Linked DNA regions of Hordeum vulgare: regions 2 and 3 are each linked to region 1. The links are chromatin contacts, called in public Hi-C maps. All regions are on one chromosome and are shown on one strand. The core of a region is the stretch at or near the end of the contact, and the rest is flanking DNA. Distances in the headings are between cores, read along the strand shown.

The links. A called contact is a pair of places that touch in the nucleus more often than the background predicts.
Region 2: a Hi-C map of seedling shows a contact between it and region 1, with 3 times the contacts expected there. The contact joins the promoter of LOC123445107 here to the promoter of LOC123445104 in region 1. A contact is called at or near these places in 3 of 6 Hi-C or Micro-C datasets (leaf and seedling).
Region 3: a contact with region 1 is called in a Hi-C map of leaf, with 5 times the contacts expected there. The contact joins the promoter of LOC123445105 here to the promoter of LOC123445104 in region 1. A contact is called at or near these places in 4 of 6 Hi-C or Micro-C datasets (leaf and an unstated tissue) and 1 of 1 datasets of contacts at active chromatin or transcription factors (embryo).

What each region holds. Positions count from the first base shown.
Region 1 is chr3H:562,978,000-562,982,118 of MorexV3_pseudomolecules_assembly, reverse strand. LOC123445104 (KH domain-containing protein At1g09660/At1g09670-like) reads left to right here and starts at 1,826. Exons shown (of 7, transcript XM_045122036.1): 1 at 1,826-2,412; 2 at 2,908-2,993; 3 at 3,758-3,903. The coding sequence starts at 2,288.
Region 2 is chr3H:563,162,698-563,166,816 of MorexV3_pseudomolecules_assembly, reverse strand. LOC123445107 (abhydrolase domain-containing protein C22H12.03) reads left to right here and starts at 2,114. Exons shown (of 13, transcript XM_045122038.1): 1 at 2,114-2,312; 2 at 3,287-3,433; 3 at 3,517-3,543; 4 at 3,658-3,748; 5 at 3,889-3,932; 6 at 4,023-4,119. The coding sequence starts at 2,184.
Region 3 is chr3H:563,138,028-563,142,146 of MorexV3_pseudomolecules_assembly, reverse strand. LOC123445105 reads right to left here and starts at 2,316. Exons shown (of 3, transcript XM_045122037.1): 1 at 1,959-2,316; 2 at 1,106-1,257; 3 at 1-254. The coding sequence starts at 2,184.

The DNA.
Region 1 (4,119 bases), core at 577-3,076:
AGTACATTGATTGCAAAATAGTGAGTATCCACATTCACTGATTCACCCAGGAAAAAAACATTCATTACAGATTTTTTGTGCAAAGTGCATCAACGATAATAATCATGGTTACCCGCAAAAGAAACGATAATCAAGGTTTTTACCTTTTTTTTCTTAAAAAGTTCGCGCCATATTCATTTATACCGTAACTCCTGGTACTGGGTGAATTTGCATATCTTTACATATCTTAGCACTTTTATTGCAAATAAGTTATGGCGGGTTTATCTAGCCCAACAACAAACCTCTTCAGAATTTTAAACTAAAAATAATCCCTCTCCAAGTGAAAATGGAAAGAAGGAAACCCAAAACTGGCAAAGGAAGAAACTTGTGCTCATCCTTTGGGATTTTGATTTATGGTGCTGATGATCTAGCCAACTTAAAGTACAAAAGCAATGTAAGAAAAAATTAAAAACATTAGACCATCAAACAAAGTAAGAAAAAAAGAACCAACATATGTCCCGACGGTATAATTTAATTACCGCGTTATGTGGTTCATGATCACGGTGGATGAAATTGTGATATCCAACATGTATATGCTTCTGAAAAACGTTGTATGCTCTAATTTGTACGCATTTATTACAAACGACATTACTAGCAAATTACTGAATGACTACACTAACGGTAATATTTTTGCGCGCGAATACATCAATGGTAATCATGGTATTTGTATTTAAAAGTTCGCGTCACATTCATCTATCTCATAACGACTAGTTGTGTTATAGTACTCATCTTATGCTTTTTTTTTCTAACAAGTTTTAGTGTCTCCCTAGCATGATTATAAAGCCTTTCCAGAAATTTCAAAAAATATATCATCCGCCATTGAGAAAAAGAGGAACATGCCCAACGTATGTTCAGGTGGGTTTAATTTGGTGGATTTAATCTAATTACTCAGTAGCACGCCGGCAATGATCACATTCGATGAAATTGTGATATTCAGCACACATATGCTTTCAAGAAAAAACGTTGTATGCTCCAACTCGTGTACATTGATTACAAATGATACGAGCAAATTAGTGAGCATCTACATTAACGGCAATATTTTTTGCGCGCCAAAGTACTTCAATGGTAATCATGTATTCACTTTTAAATGTTCGCGCCATATTCGTCCATTCCATAAGGACTCATGGCGTTCCCTTTTTAATAAAATACTTCGTGCCATATTCATTTAGAAAAGTACGAATTTATATTTCACATATATCATGTACATTTCCCCTTCAAACTAGTAAATTAGTGAGTGTCATTAACGGCAACATTTTTTGCGCGTGAAAATACATCAATGGTAATCATGGTATTTGTATTTAAAAGTTCGCGCCATATTCATTTATATGACAAAAACTTGTCGCATCTTTTTTCATTGAAAAGTCCGTACCATATTCATCTGTCCCGTAACGATTCGCGGCATTTTTTTTATTAGAAAAGTTTGTGCCATATTCATCTATCCCATAAGGCCATAACAACTCATGTCACTCCTTTTTTTCTGAAAAGTTCACGCCATATTCATTTTGAAAAGTACCCGATGAATTCATATTTTTATATATCTCATGTACATTTTCCCTTCAAACCAGTTATCTTGGGTGCGATATGCGAAAAAAAGTTATCTTGGGTGCACCTAGCACAACAATAAACCCTCTCCAAATTCCAACCGAAGATAAAGAGAAAGAAACCCAATACCGTTGAAGGAGGAAAATTTACAGGGGTGGAAACCCCGGAAGGCGTCGATCAATCATCTGCGATTTCCAGCGACAAATACGGCAGGGGGAGAGAATCCAAAGCCCTCCTTTGGGTTTGTCTCTTCCCCTCTCCCCTCCCCTCCCCTCCCCTCCCCTTCTCCCACCCACCCCTGCTCTCCCCCCTCTGCGGGTGTGCTGTGGAGGGAAGGGAGGAGGAGCAAGAACCACGAGCTGCTGCTGCTGCTGCTGCCGCCGCTGCTGCCAACGCTGCACAGCCTGGGCTCGCCGATCATTGATTGCGCATCTATTACCTTCCTCTTCTGCGCTACACAAAATCCCATCTATCCCTTATATATACTTCCTCCCGGTCCTTGCCAATCCCTCCTCCTCCCTTCTAGATTCCGGGGCCTCAGGATTGCCCCTCCCTGCCGTAGCTTTGCTAAGTAGTTGTTTCTTCTTCTTGGGTTCCGTTTCTTGATTGCTTCGGGTCTCCGGTTTTTTTGGTCCTCGGTTTCTTGGTCCTCCTCTCTCCCCCAAAATCTTGTAGAGTTTGTTCATTTTGCCGTTGGGAGGGAGCCATGGACGACAACAGGATTCCGCCGCCGTCTCACCTGCAGCAGTACTCTCAGTCCCCTGTCCATTCTTCGCCTCACCACCACCACCTCAATTCCATGAGGTACTCTGCCTCGTCCGAGAGAGAAAGGTGGGGCTCCTGCTTTGCTATCCTAGTTCTTGTTTTTCTCCGGTCGAGTTTTTCGTTTTTCGTTTTTTTGATCCAGCCGCTTCGGAATCTTCCGGGAAGCACGAGATTTGATGCGGCCGGCGGAGATTCCTGCCTGGTTCCGGCCTTCTTCGAGTGCTGAGATTGTGACGGAGGAGTGATCTGTGGAGATAGGGATTTAGATGATTGCTCCTCGCTGATAGATTTAAATTTTTTCTGTTGGCCTGTTGATGTAAAATTCGTCTGTAATAAGGTGGTCATCTGTTGATAGACGTGTGTACAATTTTACGTCTTGCTGGATCTTGTTGTATAAATCTAATCAAAGTTCTAGTATTTTACAGCGTTTTGGTTTGCCTTCTGGTTGTTTTAGATGCTTCAAATCATGATTGTGCTTTCTGTCATATCGTATTAATCTCCCATCTGAACAACAGAGTTGGAGTGACCTGTGTTATCCTAATGTGCTTGTTCCTTTGGTAGGTATCTGGCTGAGTTGCTTGCTGAGAGGCAGAAGTTAGCCCCATTCGTGCAAGTTCTTCCCTACTGTACCAGGCTCTTGAACCAAGGTTTATTTCTTTCAGGCATTACTGTGATTCTTCCTGTTTATATGGTCTTTAGCAATGTGCATACTATGTGTTTTTCATGATAAACTGGATATGACTTAGACTGTTGTATTTCCGTTGAGCAATTAATGGAAAGGGGTGTGAGCCTGGTTGGAAAAAAAATGTGTTGTTCATGATGCAGTCAGCCATTCAGTCACTATCACTCATAGCTCTGTTTAGTTTAATCTGTTTTACCCTAAATCTGTTAGGTGATGAACTGTTAGTAATGGTTATGAGTTGTTATGACAATTTGATGACCTGATATATCTTTGTGGATGTATGATGCTCTTCCTGTCCAAAAATATTGGTAATGTTATCATTTATTAGTCCATCGGGCAAGTTAAACCAGATCTTCTGTTAATACATTTCTCATATACCCTAATATACTGGTAACCTGTTCAGTTCGTGGCCATAAATAACTTTGCCCTCGTAACTCTGTCTCGTAATTGGCTTCACACTTTGGAATTTGATGCTTTTTATACCGACAACAAATATCTATTTAAGAATGGTCACCATGCAGCTTATTCCTATTCTTTAATTGTGAAAGTCTCTAATTGTTATCTAGTTGTTGCTATAATTCAAGGTATTGGACTTATTTGTAAATATAACGCCTACTGCGCCTTTCTCAATTTAGTGCAGGACAATGGTATTACTGTCATCGTTGTACTATCGTATAACAAAAAACATTTCACTCACTGCCTCATCGTTACCATATTTGTTTAATGCAGAGATTTTGCGGGCATCTTCTTTGTCACCTAACCATAATCTTGTTGATGCTGAGAGAATCGATCATGGTAGCCCATTAAGGTTACCTGGCCACCCAGTGAATGGTCAACCAATGGATCTGGAGGGATGGTCAGGAAGGCAAGCAGAGGTAATGCAGATTCAAGCAATCGCCGATTACCGTTGAGATTTAATTTCTATGTTGTAAATGCATTTATAGGATTTCTACCCTGTTAAATGAAAGGATTTTGTATGGATTGCGGATATTTTATGCATACCATGTAGTCAATTTTAACCTTGCACTAGTTTTTTCGAATGTAATGTGCCACAGTACCAGTATACTATGATTGAAAATGCAGTCCCATTA
Region 2 (4,119 bases), core at 865-3,364, 180 kb before region 1:
CACCCGAGCACCATGTGCACGCAGCTCCGGGGCTCTAGCCATCGCGCCATGTTGTAGCCCGTGTAGACTAGCGCCCCCGTGCGCCGCGCCCGTCGCCTCCTTCGACGCCAACTCGTTGTGCCCGACCTTGCGCCTCTTTCAACTCTTCGTGCCGTCCCCAACATCCCTTGTAGACGACTGCCCCTCCCCGCCGAGCTGCACGAGAGGGTGAAACCGAGAGGCACGCCGCCGTCGACACCACGCAGGCTTTCTCGCCGACTGGGAGTGGTGGGGATGGAGTTCGGGGGTGGCTAGGGTTAGCACTCGAGTCGCCGTGGGGAAGGGAGAGGCGACACATGACTTGTTTCTCCGGACTAGCTAGTGGACATCATGTGGTTCGAGTTTTGATATGGCGGTTGTGGCTTACTTTTCCATCTCGTATGGGCTCCCAACGATCGAGTGTGATAAATCGTTCGTAGCGTACGTTTACACAACTATTCCAAATAAAAATGTGTCTATGAAAATACGTCTATCTCAAAGGAAGAATAGAGGGCCGCATTGTGGTCTAGCTCCGCTCTAGCCCGGACAATATCCCTAACTTGTATAGATAGGATCTTTTTGGCTCTTGAATAATACAAATCCCTTTTACCCCGCAAAAAAACCAGCCTGTCTATCTAAAAATGGCGAATACATTTTTGAGGGTCCATTTAATACAAAAGATTCCTGGTATACACACAAATTCTTTCAAGTTCCAACGCCGTCTTACAACCGAAGCTACCTACTTCGCTTTTTTTATAGTGTGTATATATATACATATAGCTACAGGAATATTGGAAAAACCATGGGTTTAGTTTTTGAGAAATGATTAGTATCCACTTTCGGATTGCTCCCAAAGTCCACTACATTCATCTTCTATCACGTGTCCATGTAGTCTTATGTCTCCATCATGCTCTGTACAAGACCATCTAAGATAGCTGCGGAGCTTTGACTCGCACGGACGTCTTTTATGAGAACACCTCTATAATTTTGTGCAACAATAACTCAGTTGTAGAACAGTTCAGCAACAACAGCTTTGTTGTAGAATAATTCTGCAATAAAATCGTTGTTGTAAAAATATTTATACTTCTGTAATAAATATGCAAAAGACTTTTGTCGCGAAAATTTTCTACGACAAGACCTGTGTTGAAAGAAAAAAATTGTAACAAAACCTTTGTTAAAAAAACTACGGCTTAACCTATATTGTAAAAAATTCCACAACTTGACATGTGTTACAAAAAGTTTCTACAATATTACTCGTGTATGTTTGTGAAACACGGGGAGTGTTGCACTGATAATGTAATGGTGCGATATGCTCGAAGTAATTTTAGGGAACACCACCGGGGGTTTTGTGAACCAAGAGGAAACTCCAACATGCGATGGAACCCATTCCCCGGCGTTCGGAGCTGAGAACGATGGTCGCGCCTATTCTCAAAGCAGGGCCCCTCGATGAGCTCGATTTGCGTCAGATCCAACCATCTGACGCGCGATATGGTGCGTCATAGTGTTGTAGAAACTTCAGTTTAGGTCCTGCACGCCGGCGGCGGGTGATTTTGCAGTTGGTTGACGGTGGCGCCGCACGGGGCACAACTCTGTCGGGGTCGAGGAAAGAGTGTCTTGTTTCTGTATAGTCTGTAACAGAGCGGACATGTAGGACACGAACACTAGATCGAACGACTATCAGCTCTTGCATCCAACAGCCGTCGAGGGGACGGATAATATCTACACCTCGACCGGAGGACGCGTAGCAGCGCCCTTAGTTTTTTCGGTTTTTTTTTTTCAGAGAAGAAGCAGCAGTTCATCCTTTTTCTTTTAGACAATCCAGCGGTTCAACTTGGAAAGAAGCCGGTGACAGGTGCTAGGCCTAGCATGGCCCGTGACGGCCTGCTGAACAGAATCTATACAAGTAACCGGCCCATGTTCCTCAAACCACACACACTGCCCTTGCGTCCCACCAGTCAGCGGGGGAAGGGACAGCCACGTGTCGTGCTACCCCACACGCCAGCCTCTCTCCCGCTCCTTGGGTTCTCCGCCTCTAGCTTTTTCTTCGCCCTCGCCGAATAAACAAAAACGATTAATTCGTTTGTTGTGGTGACGCGGCAAGCCCACGGACACACCAACAATTCGCCCCCTCGGTGCTCCCACCCCCACTACTCGCCGGTGATCTGATGGCGGCGGCCGGCGCACCGCCGCCGCGCGCCCTCTCCGCGGAGCTGAGGAGGGCTCCACTCGCACCGGTCCTCGCGCCGCCGCGGCAGGGGGCCAGGGCTCGCGCGTCGGGCCTCCGCCCCCGCCAGGTACTGTTCTCCAGCTGGTTTCGGTGATCGATTCGTCCTCAATTAGGTTACTCGGAGCAGTTCGTAGTCCCAGGGGCTGGTGCGCCGTGGAGCTACGGGTACTCGCACTGTCGCCTCTCGTTGGCTGACTGGAGCTAGATGCGAGATTTTGGTGCAATTTTGAGGGCGTGAGGATACACGGCGGCAGTGGCGATGGACGCAATGTAGATGCGATCAGGGCGACTGAAGGAATGCGTTTCTGCCTCAAGTGATAGATGCCACATTTCTTACCGTGTGACATATCAATATCTACGGTTTACTTCATAGTAGTGTTTGTGATTGTTCATTTGGTCACTAAACTCGTGCCATCGCGAGCCAGAGGCACTGTGTTTAAAATTGCTTGTGTTGGTCTAACTCTTTTTATGGAACTCGCTATTTTTATTCTCCGAGAAAACTCCATAGCCATCTCGACGAGTTGATGATGGCCCTTACTGATATGATTTTGAGAGTATATAATAGATCTGAGCCGTTGATCTCATTAATCAGTGGTCTGATTAACTCTTACCTTCTTACCTCACATGTAAAAATAAGGGGTAAGAGGGAGCATGTTAAAATTTGCCTATGATTTTTGTGTAATTTTAATTGTTCATGGCCTATTTAGTGTAGGAGTGAGTAATGTTGCTTGGTAGCTGTGATTCGTACCCAGGTCGTACCGTCACCATGGCATGCTTAGTGACCAAACAATATATACGGTGAAGTAGTGAACTGCTAATTCAACTTGTAAAAGCAACTAATATTCACAATATGGAACCTGCATGGCCTGTTAATTTGTGCAGCAGCTGCTAATTTAACTATCAATTTCTTGCATTTTCACAGGCGTTCTGAAATTCGAATCTCTGTTATACAATTTCAATGTTCTGGTTAGATAATGGTTAATTTCTTAACTACACCAACGTTCCGAACTTTAGTCATGATATTATGTTTTGTATTGTTAGGAAACTGTTGGTAGTCGTGGCCAGTTGATATCGACCATGTCTAGTTCAAGGTCATTGTCGTGTTCTCCTTGTCGGTGTGCTCAGGTGGCTTTGGCTGAAGCAAAGATTTCTTATCAGCCTGATGCCGAGAAGCATGCTGGAGTTCTGGTAAGGAAGCTTGAAGCTTGGAAATTGTGTGATGAATGGTTCTCGCCTAATGCTGATTAATTATTTCTGTTCTCTCCCTACAGGCCTATGAACTGGTTCAAGGGAACCTTGTAAGTGTTGCATTCACATCAGTGATTTATCACTGGTTTCAAATTGTGTTATTCAATAGTTCGTTGCTTGAAATGTTCTGACGCAATGTAAATTATTCATAATCATTACCTCAGGTACAATGGAACTCATTTATGGACAAATCAATACCTGATCCACCAACAGCTGTACTCCTTCATGGCATCCTTGGGAGCGGGAAAAACTGGGGTAAATGAGCATTCTGATTGTCTGAGTTGCGATATCGGTTCAAGTTTGCCAATGAGTGAAATGCTTTGACACGTTTTAAAGAAGTTTGCTCGGTAAAGGGTATGAGGTTACATATTTAATTAATTATATTTGTCATGAAGGGTCGTTTGCAAAGAGGTTAGCTCAGGAATTTCCAATGTGGCAGGTCAGTATATCTAAAATTCTGCTAATGATCTTAATAATTTCACACTACGGCACCAAAAATGAAAACTGAATCTGATTTCTCTTCATGCAGTTTCTTTTGGTTGATTTGCGTTGCCACGGTGACTCGGCATCAATTAAGAAAAGAGGACCACACACTGTTGCTTCAACTGCTTTTGACGTTCTAAAGC
Region 3 (4,119 bases), core at 1,067-3,566, 160 kb before region 1:
ACGTGTTTCATCTTTGTGTAGAGCGGACGGTTCAGGATGACGCCGAATGGGCCGTCGTAGGCGTCTCTCGAACCTAGTTTGAGGAGGAGGATGACGGTTCTTTCGAAGGTGCCGTTCCCATCAAGCTCTTCCGTGGCAACCAGCACACATCCAGATTCTGGCGCAGATATGGAATGTGCCCATTTCCGAGGAAGACAGTGTACTGGTCCATCGAATGATGTTTGTGGTATTGTATTTACATCGACTGCTTGCTCCTGGTTTTAAGACATGATGAAGAATTAATTAGGAAAAATATTATAGGGAAGCTTACAAGAGATTGAATCAGCTAAATCAGCACTAAGTAGCAGGCAGGGACAGGACAGTTTTGGTATTGTTTGTATAGTTAGGACAAAACGGAAGAATTTCAGGACAAGCAAAAAGGTAAATAAGGCAATGCTTCTGTATTAGAAATAGCACACCGAATATCTTGTTGCACTGCATAGAAATGCTCTAGCCTTTGGTGTTTAAAGGTGAAGAAATTAGACTCCTCTATTATACTGCCAGGAAGTTTAACAGGAATGGAGTTACAGAAGATTCGGAGAAACATGGACGGACTTACTGGAGTAGGTCATAGTTGAGAGCATAATCTCAAAGTCCTCCAGAAAAAAAGGAAAAACCAAGAAAAAATTCAACTAGGATCAGAAGTTGACTCTAGAATACTTCGAACAAAATGTGTGATATGGACAATCCAATACACTTAGCTCTTCTCAAGTTTCCAAGCTCTCGTGGGGCTCTTCTGAAGTACGGAGTATGATGTTGGGTGAACACACAGGCTAACTGAACCTACACAAGTGCATTCTCTCTATATGATGCCAACTAATTGATATAATGAAGAACAAATATATTTCCAGCGATTCAGTCAAGGCTATGCTAGTTAAGCCACTACTAAATAATTACGTAAAAGGATCATACATAATATCTAGCATGAGTGGAATTTATAAAGCTAGATCATGTACTACTTTTCAAATACCGCGTTCATACAAGATAATGGAGAAATGTTTTCTGAAATAAATAAATAATGGAGAGCGACAGTTGGAATAAACTAGTCCAAAAGGATTGGACTTACCGACTTTGGAATCACAAAGCTTGCTCTCACATCTCGCCAATATGACAGGTTGCTAGGTACATACATCGTGTCACTGGATTTCAGTTCGCCATGACTTTGGCTTACTGCATCGGCATCATCATCTCCAATGGGAGTAGATGCATCACCTTTTCCTGCATTGACAAATCATCAATTCTATGCATCCTTTAGATAGTTTATTATCAATCCAGTCTAGCTCTTTACATAAACACTGTAATATTGTACGTGCTTGATACCCACAACTGAATAAACATCAAGCCTACCTTACTATGCTGATTCAACTATTCACATCTAAACAAAAGCACCGTGGTTGGGTGGGAAAATAAGATCATCTGACAACCATAAGTCCACTATTTCTGCATCCAAACCACTCCAGCAAACAAGCTACTATGAGGTTTTAGTCACAGACTGCACCGGAAGCAATTCAATACCCAAACAGAGCAATAGACCCCAAGGATCCATTTTCCTATATGCAACCTACACAATAGCTTGTCCACCATCGCAGCAAGAAGCTCGCCGTAAGAGTTTCACCATTCTATTTCTACCACCGATTTCAGTGTTTCACGGGTTACTAACACCGACCCCTGACGCCAAGACGACACGCTCCTAACTCGGCAACCGTTTCATGGCCCGGCCGTAACGATCACGGAAAGGGGGCACCAGAATCGCGCAAAGAGTAGCCCCGCCATAGCAGCACCACGTCGACCCGCATGGAATCGACAGAAAGGTTTGTCCACCTCCAGGCTCCGCACAAAATCCGCGCGGAGATCCCCCCACCTTTTCGCTACTAGAATCAAACGAACAGAGCACAGGATCTCGTGGTAGAGGGGTTTACCGGAAGAGGAGGGCCTGCTCTTGGGGTCGTCCCCGTCGCGGCCGTGCCTGCTCTTCTTCCCCGACGCGCTCACCGCCAGCCCGGGCCACCGCCTCCCGCTCCTCGGCCCGAGGCCGATCTCCCCGGCGGGGCGGGGCGCCCAGGTCGCCGGCGGGGAGCGCCGCGGCCTCGGCGCGAGGAAGGAGGGCCCGGCGGCGGCCTTCAAGCCGAGGGCCCGCATGTCCATGGTCGCGGGCGGGGGCGGGGGGCGGGTGGGTGGCTCGGCCTCGGGGTCGGACGTCGGAGCGGAAATATTTAGATCGCGAGAAAGAGAGCGGTCGAGTCGAGGGCGGAGCTTAACTGGGGGGCTCGCAGGTGGGTCCCTGGTGACAGCGAGGGTGGTTGCTCGTCTTCGGTGGCGCCTCGGCTGCGTACGTGTCGTGGTGACAGGGACGGCCGGACGCGGACGGGGTCGGGGAGGGTTGGGGTGGTTGCTCGGTTAAACGTTTCTCTCTCATTTGTTGCGGGACTGGGCTGGACAGGACGATAAATGTATGGATACTGAAATACTGGAGTACGGAAAACGTGGCTCTCGCTTCTATCAATAAGCAGGTGGTTCAACGGAAATTGGATGCAGCGGACTATAGTAAGTGTCTCTTCGGAAGTCCACCAGCTCTGGAAAAATACAAGAATCTGCCAAGCTTCAGTTTCTCAGCTCCGTTATCTGCAACTACAGCTCCACTCGCTTTGGGAGCGCAGAGCCTCTGGACAAACCCTAAGTAAAATGTTTTACGAGTTTCTCGCTGCAACGATGGGAATAGGAGGCATCACGGCAGCTGTGTGAGGTTGGTTGTAACAGGAAGTTTCATAGTATATGATACTACATCCGTAGTGCATAATATCATACAGTGGACTTGTTTGGATCCATGAGTTAGAGTTAGAGTTGGTTAGACTGGACCAAACCAACTCTAAAACATCCAAACAGGAAGGTTAGAGTTGGTTAGATGCATCTAATCCATTCAAAAGAACTAACTCATCCAAAATATGCTTATTTAGGTTAGAGTTATGTGGGGTCCATAAAAAGTTACTTTTTCCTCTATCTCCACCACACAAAATACTGGATAAAGGAGTCAAATGATTGAAAAATGCATTTATTGACAATCTAACCCTTCCATCCAAACACCTCTTTGGTTAGAGTTAGTTCAGAGTTAGTCTAGAGTTAGAATCTAACTCTAACCTTTAACCGAGTTAGAGTATCCAAACAGGGCCAGTGACGAAAACAAGCCTAAGGCAAAATGGGGCTATATAGCTCTAGGCCTAGTGACAAATAGTCTTTGTAATATCATCTTCTAGAGTATAAAAAATCTTTAAAGTACATCACTCAAGCTAATTGAGCCCCATGCTAATTTTGCTAGTGATATCATATGTTACTAGTATTATAAGTAGTTAATTTATTACCATGCATGACACAAAACAACATATCATTTAATATGATACGGTATCATAATATCTTAACTCTACTTTCTTCATTTAATTCTATGACACCTCATTAAAGTTGTCTAGTTGACATGCATGATACTTTTTTTAAAAATATAAATCTTTTAAAAGATTTTACTAGGTGTCTACATACGAAGCAAAATGAATGAATCTACATTCTAAAATATGTCTGTATACATTCATATGTACTCCCTCCGTTCCTAAATATAAGTCTTTTAAGCGATTTCACTAAGGATCTACATACGAAGCAAAATGATTGAATCTATACTCTAAAGTATGTCTATATACATCCGTATGTAGTCCACTAATGAAATCTCTACAAAGACTTATATTTAGGAACGGAGGGAGTAGTACATTAATAAAACCTTTTAAAAAAATTTATATTTGAAAACGGAGAAAATAATATCTATAGGCGGAGACAAGCTCGGCGTAGAGTGAAACTAGGGATGAGACCGACCTTGGGCGTCAGCACTCCTTTGCCGCCACCGCCGAACGTTCCTGTTCGGTTGTACGCATCCACGGAGAAGAAAAGAGCGGCACATGATGGCGGAGTGGAGTGGTATGGAGTGGAGCAGGGCGGTCATCGATTTTTGAGAGCATCTTTGCCCAGGGGACATAAAAAATGGGGAGTAAAAGGCAAGGACGAATCGTGTCGCTTGTATAGAAACGAAGAAAAAGGAAAAAG